2 separate regions of the Rattus norvegicus genome follow, and region 1 is linked to region 2. Evidence: chromatin contacts called from public Hi-C data. All regions are on one chromosome and are shown on one strand. Each heading gives the region's core, a stretch centred on a gene start, on an enhancer-like site or on the middle of the called end of the contact. The rest is flanking DNA. Distances are from core to core; before and after follow the strand shown. Region 1 holds the start of Eepd1 (endonuclease/exonuclease/phosphatase family domain containing 1). Region 2 has its middle 83 kb from the start of Septin7.

Evidence for each region. A called contact is a pair of places that touch in the nucleus more often than the background predicts.
Region 1: a Hi-C map of liver shows a contact between it and region 2, with 4 times the contacts expected there. The contact joins the promoter of Eepd1 here to the enhancer-like site in region 2. A contact is called at or near these places in 9 of 12 Hi-C or Micro-C datasets (the A7r5 cell line, the Rat2 cell line, Schwann cells and 5 more).

What each region holds. Positions count from the first base shown.
Region 1 is chr8:32,230,855-32,235,249 of GRCr8, forward strand. Eepd1 (endonuclease/exonuclease/phosphatase family domain containing 1) reads left to right here and starts at 3,091. Exons shown (of 7, transcript NM_001014088.3): 1 at 3,091-4,018. The coding sequence starts at 3,141.
Region 2 is chr8:32,076,540-32,081,643 of GRCr8, forward strand. No RefSeq gene overlaps it. Among named protein-coding and RNA genes, the nearest start is that of Septin7, 83 kb to the left of the region's middle. Within about 2 kb of position 3,627, at least 1 of the 93 cell types and tissues checked has an H3K27ac peak or open chromatin away from gene starts, as enhancers often do. A contact at or near this core is called in liver, where this site is marked.

The DNA of each region.
Region 1 (4,395 bases), core at 1,841-4,340, 150 kb after region 2:
AGTATAATTTAGCTGCACTAAACTGTACGTTTAAAACATACCATTTCCTTGCTTTTGACATATTCAGCCAGCACATCCCAACCACCCGCCATGAAGATACTCTGTGCTCTTTTTATTCTGTTCCTCCCTCCCTCCCTGCATTCATTCCCACACAAGCACTGGCACACTGCACGTGGACAGCTTCTATGTTTTAGCTTGTCTACGAATCCCTCAGCGTGTTTTCTTTCTGCCGGCCTTCTTTCATGCAACCGACTGCTTTCCATTTTTCCTTTCTGCTGTTGCTTTTGTTCAGTAGTTTCCCGTCATCACTCAACAACATTGCACACGTTTTTCTTTTCCCTTTTTTGTACCACTTGTTTTCCATTGCTATACTCAAATGCCTAGAGCTTGTGGAGAAGAGGCTCATTTGGCACATGGTCCTGGAGTCATCAGGGAATAATGTTCACGTGCTGTCCACTTTGGCAAGACCTCATGGCACATGGTATCACAGTGGCAGGAGGAGGGATGCCATCAGGAGACTGGGAGCCAGGGCATGAGGAAGAGCCAGGGTTTGTTTTTCTTGTTTTGTTTTTGGTACCAACTCTTTGCAGTGACTGACTCAGGATCTTCCAAACATCTCTTACTCTCTTCAACAGGAGGCACCTCTGTGGCCTCCCATGAAGCTCCATTTCCCAACACGATCACCTTCCTGAGGGCCAAACTCTAATACAGGAACCACTGGGGGACAAATTCACCCCAAACCCGGACTGAAGTTCCTGAGGTTGCCCATCTTTGACTACAGTAAGTCTAGGCACACACATGTGGAGGGGTTTGGCTCTGTGCTTCTCTTGCTCTTCCGGTCATTACCTGTAAGTGCAATGTCTGAGTGGTGCAGCAAGTGTATTTTTAACTTTCAAGGGAACTGTCAAGGTAGTCTGCAAAGTGGTCGTATCAACTTCTGATCCTACAAGTGATCGGTGGAAGTTTCATTTGTCTGTATCCCCAGCAGCTTGATCATCAGTCACTGGAATGATGTGTGCCTTCCACCTTAGTCAACGTGTACATGGTGCACTCTGTCCATCTACCTGTTCCTGTTGCCATCGTATTTTTCCTCTCTACATTCTTTTTTCCCCCTCTCCCCACTTTGGCAGTCTTCTCAAGTGAGAATGGCTTGAGTGGAAATAAAGCTGACAGATCGAAAGTTAGCTGAAGACATGGAGGGAGTCGGGCCAGCCTGTGTCATACTTAGTGAGGATGCATGCCTGCTCCAGGTAAGGTGGATTCCATAACGATTCCCGGTGAATCAGGACCCCTTTTTTTCTTTAAGTTCATCAGACTGGGGTGTCTTTCACTTGTACTAGTGAGGTTCCTTAGATCCCTAGCATTTCACCAAGCCTGGGTTGTCACCCACTTCACCTGTGAATGCTTTCTGTTGGTATTCAAATCAGAAGCCTTGTTCAGATCTGTTCTTTCAGAGGTCACTGACAGCTCTGGGTCAAAGTATCTAAAGGCTCACCCTGTCACTGCTACCCTGCAGGGTTTGTTTAGCCAAATACTCCTGCTTCAGGTATCCATTGTAATGCATCAGGCTCTTTAATCTTTAACTAAATTATCATCATTTCACAATGTGATCCAAAAACTGTTTTGGAAAGCTGCCTGCACTTCCCAGTATTGTTTCCTTCCGTTTTTTTTTTTTTTTTTTTTTTTTTTTTTTTTTTTTTTTGCGATTAGATTTAATACTTAACAGAAACATGCCCTTATTTTCTCAGAGAGCTAAATTTGCAAAGGGCAGCAGATGTACAACCTTTGTGAACACCCAGGAGGCAAGTCCTCTTCCAGTGACACATGGTTCCCAGACATTAGTGGAGCACGAAGGTCTCTCTGAGTAGGAGGAAAGACCTAAAAAGTAGCGAGAGAATTGAGCTAGATCCATTTTATCCCCGGTCTGAGAATTTCAGGAGCTCTGGATATGCAGGACAAGCCTACTTCACAGAGAAGACCCCCGCTTGCCTTAGGTAGCCCTAAACAGCTTCACCTAACAAAAGGAGCTTGGTAGGAGCTCAGGTTCAGAAAAACAGCCCGGCTCACAGTGAGCCATTCCTACTGCCCGCCCAGTCCCCAAGTCCCGCCCTCGACCCCGCCCCACGAGGCCCACCAATGGTCCCGCCCCAAGGCACTCCTGTCCCGCCCCTACGTGCGGCGGGGAGGCGGGAGGAGGAGTTTGCGCGGAGGAGGCGTGGCTGTGCGGGCGGAGGCACGGGCGGGCGCCGCGACCCTACTTCAGCTGTGACACCCACGGCGAAAGGCGGTGGTGGCGCGCGGCGCGCGGCTCGGGACGCGCTCCGCCGTCTCTCGCACCCGAGTTAGGCGCCGGGTTTTGCCTGGATCGACGCAGCTGCGACGCCGCTAGTCCTGGTGCAGCATCGGGGGCCGAATTTCGCCGCTGCTACTGTCGTTTAGGAGCAATCCTGCCTGCCCCGGGAAAGCTGCACTGAAGAGTTTCCCTGGGAGAAAGAGCCGGGACGCGCGCGTAGAGCCACCGGGGACCGAGAGCGGACCCAGCAGAGCGGCGGAGAGGTGGGACGCGGGGATCGGAGATCCGGGGGGTGGGTCCCTAAATCCTTGTTCAGTGTCTGCGGCCACAGGCTCAGCCGAGTTACCAAGTTACAGTGCTTTGAGCGCAGTAGGGGCTTCTTCTTGCCTGTCTGCAGGAGCCCCGTTGTGTGTGTGTGTGTGTGTGTGTGTGTGTGTGTGTGTGTGTGTGTGTGTGTGTATGGGGGGGGCGTCCGAAGTGAGGAGGTGGCCCCAGCGGGGATATCTCTGTTCCCCTTTTGGATCCAGTGTGATAAATAACCCGAGGAAACCCCACAAAGGTCAGCCTTTCTGGGTCTATGTTTTTAGAAGTTGACCTGACCCCCCTACGCGTTATGAACTTCCAACACTGCGAGAGTGCAAAGGGTTGATTGATTAATTTCAATCAATTTCCATGTCAATTTCTAGGGGGCCAAGCAAAAGGTAATTTTGAACACTAGTCATGGAAGATTTGATGTTCGTCTGCAGCAACTTCCTCGACCCATAAGTCCTGCAACCTCCTGTTCTTTTGTGCCTGTAAAGGCTCCCGGGTTCCTTCTCTATCCAGAATTGTTTTGTGGTGGTTGGCCATGGGGAGCACCCTGGGCTGCCATCGCTCTATCCCCAGAGACCCATCAGACCTGTCACATAGCCGCAAGTTCAGCGCTGCCTGCAACTTCAGCAACATCCTGGTGAATCAGGAGCGACTAAATATCAACACTGCCACTGAGGAGGAACTGATGACCCTGCCTGGGGTGACACGTGCAGTGGCCCGAAGCATCGTGGAGTACCGAGAATATATCGGCGGCTTCAAGAAGGTGGAAGATCTAGCACTTGTCAGTGGTGTAGGGGCCACTAAACTAGAACAGGTCAAGTTTGAGATCTGTGTGAGCAGCAAGGGTAACTCAGCACAGCACTCTCCCAGTTCCCTGAGGCGGGATCTGCTGGCTGAGCAGCAGCCCCATCACCTGGCCACCACTGTGCCCCTCACTCCACGAGTCAATATCAACACAGCCACCCTTGCTCAGCTCATGAGTGTCCGGGGCCTCAGTGAGAAGATGGCCGTCAGCATCGTGGACTACCGCCGCGAACATGGCCCTTTCCGAAGTGTTGAGGACTTGGTGAGGATGGATGGAATCAATGCAGCCTTCCTGGACAGAATACGACACCAGGTGTTCGCAGAGAGGTCCAGGCCCCCATCTACCCACACCAATGGGGGTCTTACCTTCACTGCCAAGCCTCATCCCAGTCCCACGTCTCTGAGCCTGCAGAGTGAGGACTTGGACCTGCCACCAGGGGGGCCCACGCAGATTATCTCTATGAGGCCCTCGGTGGAGGCCTTTGGAGGTATGAGGGATGGGCGACCTGTGTTTAGGTTGGCCACGTGGAACTTACAGGGCTGCTCTGTGGAGAAGGCCAATAACCCAGGGGTCCGAGAGGTGGTGTGCATGACGCTTCTGGAAAACAGGTGAGGGCTGCAACCGCGAAGGGTGCTGTGAGTGAGGATACAAATGAGTGGATCCTTTGTGGCAAGGGAGAGGAAAGAGTGCTTAACCCATGTTCCTGAGGTTCTAGAGCTGAATGCTGAGTGATAGTCCCCTGCTATGCAGAGGCTATGTACGGTGGGTTCTGCTTTGGAGAAGGACTTTGGCTTATGGAACTTCACAGACTTTTAACTGCCTCAGGGACTGAGGCATATAGTCTTGCATATAAGAAAAACGAGGGTTTTTTTTTTTTTTTGTTGTTGTTGGTTTTTTTTTTTGTTTGTTTGTTTTTTTTTTTTTTTTTGTCTTTCTTCAGAGTCATGCTTTCTCTGTAGCTTTGACTGTCCTAGAACCAGGCTGG
Region 2 (5,104 bases), core at 2,377-4,876:
ATCTGTGCATACATCAAAAGACCAAACAGTGTTATAAAGTAGAAATACTTCCTAGATCTGCCTGTAGATTTTATACAGTCTGTGGGGACCCATAGCTGGCTTCTTGACAAAGCTGTACAAGTTGTTCTTCGTGCTAACAAAACTAAGGGACCCAAATGTCCTACTCTGCTTCTCTGTCGTTGTTGTTGCTGTCGTCTTGCTGTTCTGCCCGGACACCGAGAAGGAAAGAGTTTACTTGACTTATAGGATACCGTCTGTCACTGAGGGCAACCAAGGTAGGAACACAGGGGAAGAGCATGAAGTAAAAACCATTAAGCAATGCTGCAATCTGTTGCCTTGCTTCAAGGTTCATATTCAGTTACATTGCTTCTGTCTCCCAGGCCTACATGCCCTGGTTGTACCACCCACAGAGGGCTGGGCCCTCTTACATCAATTAGCAGTCAAGAAAATGCCACCCAGGCCAATCCAAAGGAGGTAATTCATCGACTGAAGTTCCCAATCCCTGGATGTCACACCGTGATCGCTGAAGCCGACCATGACACCAAAATTGCTAAAACAATACTGAAAAGGGAGGACAACGTAAGACCAGCAAATGAGTGAATCAAGACACTGTGGCACTGACCTATGGACACCTTAACAGAACAGAACTGGGAATCCAGACATTGGTTCTCACATTTGTAACCAACCAATTTTCACCAAGGACGATTCATGAGTCACTGGCATCAAAATGCACGTAAGCAAAGGGGAGGCTTTCATCTGGTGTTAATGGATGCGAGACAGAAAGTAATTGATTGCTGAAGTAGAAACTTACTACTTAGGGGTTAGTTGGAAATTGCAGACTGGTAAATTCTGTGGGCATGTGCTCCTGGGGGTGGGGTGGGGGTCCATGAAGGTCAGATGAGGGCACTGGATCCACTGGGACTGGAGTTACAGGTGATTCTGAGCCACTAACATGGGTCCTGGGAACCAAACTCCAGTCCTCTGAAAGAGCATCTTAATTGCTGGGCCTTCTGTCTTAACTGAGTAAACTCAGTTATTCTAATCCCTTGGGATGTACTCAGGGGAACTGGAGACATGTCTATAGCAACTGTGCTTGGGAGAATCCAGATCAGCCTTATTCTCCATAGCCAAAGGGTGCAGAGCCTCAACATCTGTCAGCTGAGAGGTAGTACAGCTATGCAGTGGGAGACTGCTTGTCGTAGGAAGGAACAAGGTGCTGATCCATGCTGCATGCAGTGAACATTAAGCTACATGAGAGAAGCACTTGAAGAAGATACAGGCCATGAAAATGGTCTAATTTTGGACTGAGGATGTAGCTAAGTAATAAGAGCATTCGTTTCCCACAAGCAAGAGCCTGTGGGTTCGATTCGCAGAACTGTGGAGGAAAAGAGAGGGAGACAATGTTCTAAAATGGTCACACAACTCTGAATATACCAAAAATTGTTGACTGGGGTGTTGGCCACTCATACAGTGCTTATAGCTCAGGCCTGGGTCATGACATGACAGGTCAGAATCCATACCGAAATGCTGGTGTGGTGGTCTCGGCCTGTAATTCTAGCACTAGGGATGTGGGGCAAGAGGATCCTGAGATTTGCTAGCCAACCAGTTTAGCTCAATCAGCAAACTTGAGGTTCAACGAGAGATCCTTTCTCAAAAAAAAAAAAATGGTGGAGAATGATCAAGGAAGCCATTGATGTCCACCTCTGGCCTCCATCCACATGCATACATATGCATGGATATACATTTGTAAATATATTAATATTTCATATCCACATATAGATTTCTTAGTTTAATCTCAGTTATAGTAGGTTTCTTTTAATAATAAAAGCTTAATGGACAAAAAAAAATGGTTGAATTCCCTTGTATTTAAAGCTTGAATTTCTCCAGAAAGTGTGAAACCAATTTTTCTTACTCTTCGTCTAGATCGCCTATATAGGAAAAAAAAGTTAAATTTTTAATTCAGTCACTCACCCATTTATGAAAATGAAACAAAAGTTACTTCCCAAAAAAATAAATGAAAAAGTCCATCTTTGATGATATCACAGGTGAAAGGCAATGACTATCTATCAAGTGTATATAAAAGACCTACCATGTGTATGTAAAAGTAGACCTCCAATGGGCTTCTGAATGCAGCTCTTCCTGCAGGAGCTTTGCTTTTGGTAAGAGAATCTTGCTGCTGTCATACCTTAAGTAGGACACAAGACCTGGCTAAGTTCAGGGACTGAGTTGAATAGTAACTGAGACCTCAGTCAGGAAGCAGAGGGACTCGGGCAAATGACCTGACTTGCAGCTCTTCTAAACAAACCTTCCACTCTATGCCTTTCCCTCGACATTAGCTGCAACTTAATCAAGCCTGAGTAAACACTGAAGTCAACACATTAGTACAGAGTGGAGGCAAGAGATGAAGCCCGGGGCTGTCTGCCTTTGGAGTCCACAACACAGGCACAGGTCAGGATGCATAATGAAGAGATAGACGGCTGGATAGTAGGAGACTATGGATGATGGGAGGGAGATGAGACACTGTGGAACACCTCTGCCCGCCCTGCTCACTGCCCGCACACACATACAGACTACAGGACTCCTCTCCACATGTTCCAAAGAACAGAGGCAATAAGGAAACTTCCATTCATCATCCTCAGGACATGAGTGGGTTTTTCTTATTTGTACCTTTATAAAAGAACAATATTGCTTATTTCTCTGGTGGCTGCTCTCACAAGAATCCTCTGAGTCTATAAAGACCACACATGCCTGACAGGCCATCTACTAGGTAATGGAAGCTCCATTCACTGGCTGTCTTTCATCAGGGTCTCTCCTTGGCACTGGGTTCAGAAAGCACACAGAGGACGCCACACTCGGGCAGCCATGACAAGCCACATTTAGGAGAATCCAGGAGGTCTGGATTCTCAAACAACTGTGCCCATTTCCCCGAAACCAGACTCTGCTTCCTCACTTGTTGAACAGAGATGATCTCACCTATGCAGCCCCTACCTCCCCTTGGGCGAGTCACAGTGTGAAAGTGCTCAGTGAGTGACACAGACCAGCCTGCCTTTGAACTGACTCCCTGCCATGTACTGACACTGGAAGACTTGATTAACGTCATCAAGTCTAGGGTCTTCATCTTCCTTCCAAGGAAAGGTCCTGCCATCTTCCCACAACCAGCTATCAGGATTAAACGGGATGAGATGTATGGAAACAGCACATAACTGCTAAGTAAGTGTTACACGTTGTGGCTGCTCTTCCTGGCTGTTAACTAAACCCACAGCAGGTGCTCTAACCCCTCACCAGTCTGCTTGCCACCGTCTTTTGGCTTAGAAAGATGAACAGATATTTGGGAAGCAGAGGATGGGAAAGGAAAGTCTGAGATGTACTCAGTAGGAGGAAAAACATGCATCAGTGCAAGGGAAATCTAGGGGAAATGGCCTTTCTCCAGAGAAGGGCTGTGGAAACACTGAAAATAGTCAAGAAACCTATAAGAGCCAGACAGTGACTGTTGGAATAAGACCTTTGGTCCTCTTCTGAGTGTGCCTTTGGAACTGTTGTCAAGGCTGGAGTGACAGGAGCCTTGCCTGTTGACCCAGAGCAATGGGAGAACTTCAGAGCAGGGAATAGGGCTTTGATCTCTTCCCTTTGCCCAGGGCTCTCCTGGTGAGCTCCAGGGGTCATTGGCTCCTGGCTATGACACCAGCTCTCCTCACTCTCCTATTTGTTTATTAGTGGCCCCTCCTCCTGAGGAGGCCTGACGTTGCAGGGTCACACAGACTGCAGACATGGGCCGACACGCTGACTATGTATTAGATTACAAACATATAATTCCATGTTTTAATCACATTCAGTTACAGCTAGTTTTGTAACATGTATTTTGATTTCCACAATAGGTCACCTGCTCTCAAGTTAATCAAGCATGGTGTAGTCTTTTGCAAGGACCACACTTTAGTGTTTCACATAGAAAGCAGTTCAGAGATGGACAGCTTTGCAAACTTTGTGGTAGCATGGGTAAGCACTCCAGACACTTCCACAGTATCTATATGTATATGAATATGTAGATAACAACTGCATTTATAATTTATCTGCCCTGTATCATTGAACATGAAGGTGCTTTTCACTAGGGTAAGTAGTGTCCCAGAGTGTACCTTGTGAGCAAATGTGTATGCATCTCTAATTTCTCCAATATATAATCCTAGGTGTAGATTGGCTAGATTACATGGGATGCATCTATAGTCATAATCAACACAAATCCCTAAGTCTCTTCATTTCCATGTATGTTGTAAGTGTGTGTGTTTGTGTGTTCTCATATGTATGTGGAAAGCAGGAGGATGCTGGTATCTCTTCTATCCCTCCCCTCATTATTGCCTTGAGACAGGGTCTCTCACTGAGGTGGAAACTCATCATTTCAGCTGGGCTGAAGTCTCAGAATCCATCTTGCTTTGCCCTTGCAAAGCTGAGGTTACAGGCACATGAGGTCATTCTTGACTTTTCTATGTGGCTGCTAGAGATTTGAACCCAGGTTCAGGTGCTCGTAGAGTAAGTATACCTTCCCACCGAGCCAGCTCCCAGACCTTAAATTATTTTTTCTTTGAATGAGACTGTAGTTGGAGTTGGATTCTGTTGAGAGGTGAGGAGTTCTGCCAACCCTCTTTATGATGACAGCTACAAGGTATGCCCCTGAAGCCTTCAAGCAAGATGTTCTGCCATTCGTCTCAATATGAAGTCTTGGGTAAGGGTCAGATGTCTCTGTGTCTGGATCTCTTGACAATGCCAGAGTAAGGGCTTATAGAGGCAATAGACTCAGCTTAGCACAACTAGTAAGGAGCAAGGAGAACTGAGATGGGCAACCTCACTCCTGTGGCAGCTCCTTTCCCAGTGTCAGCCTTGCAGAGACAGAGTGTGCAGTGGGCTGGCAGACCCTTCAGGTAATCATCACTAGACTAGAGGTCTTCTTTTTCTTTCCTTCTTCCCTCCCTCCCTCCCTCCTTTCCTTCCTTCCTTCCTTCCTTCCTTCCTTCCTTCCTTCCTTCCTTCCTTCCTCTCTCTCTCTCTCTCTCTCTCTCTCTCTCTCTCTCTCTCTCTCTCTTTCTTTCTTTCTTTCTTTCTTTCTTTCTTTCTT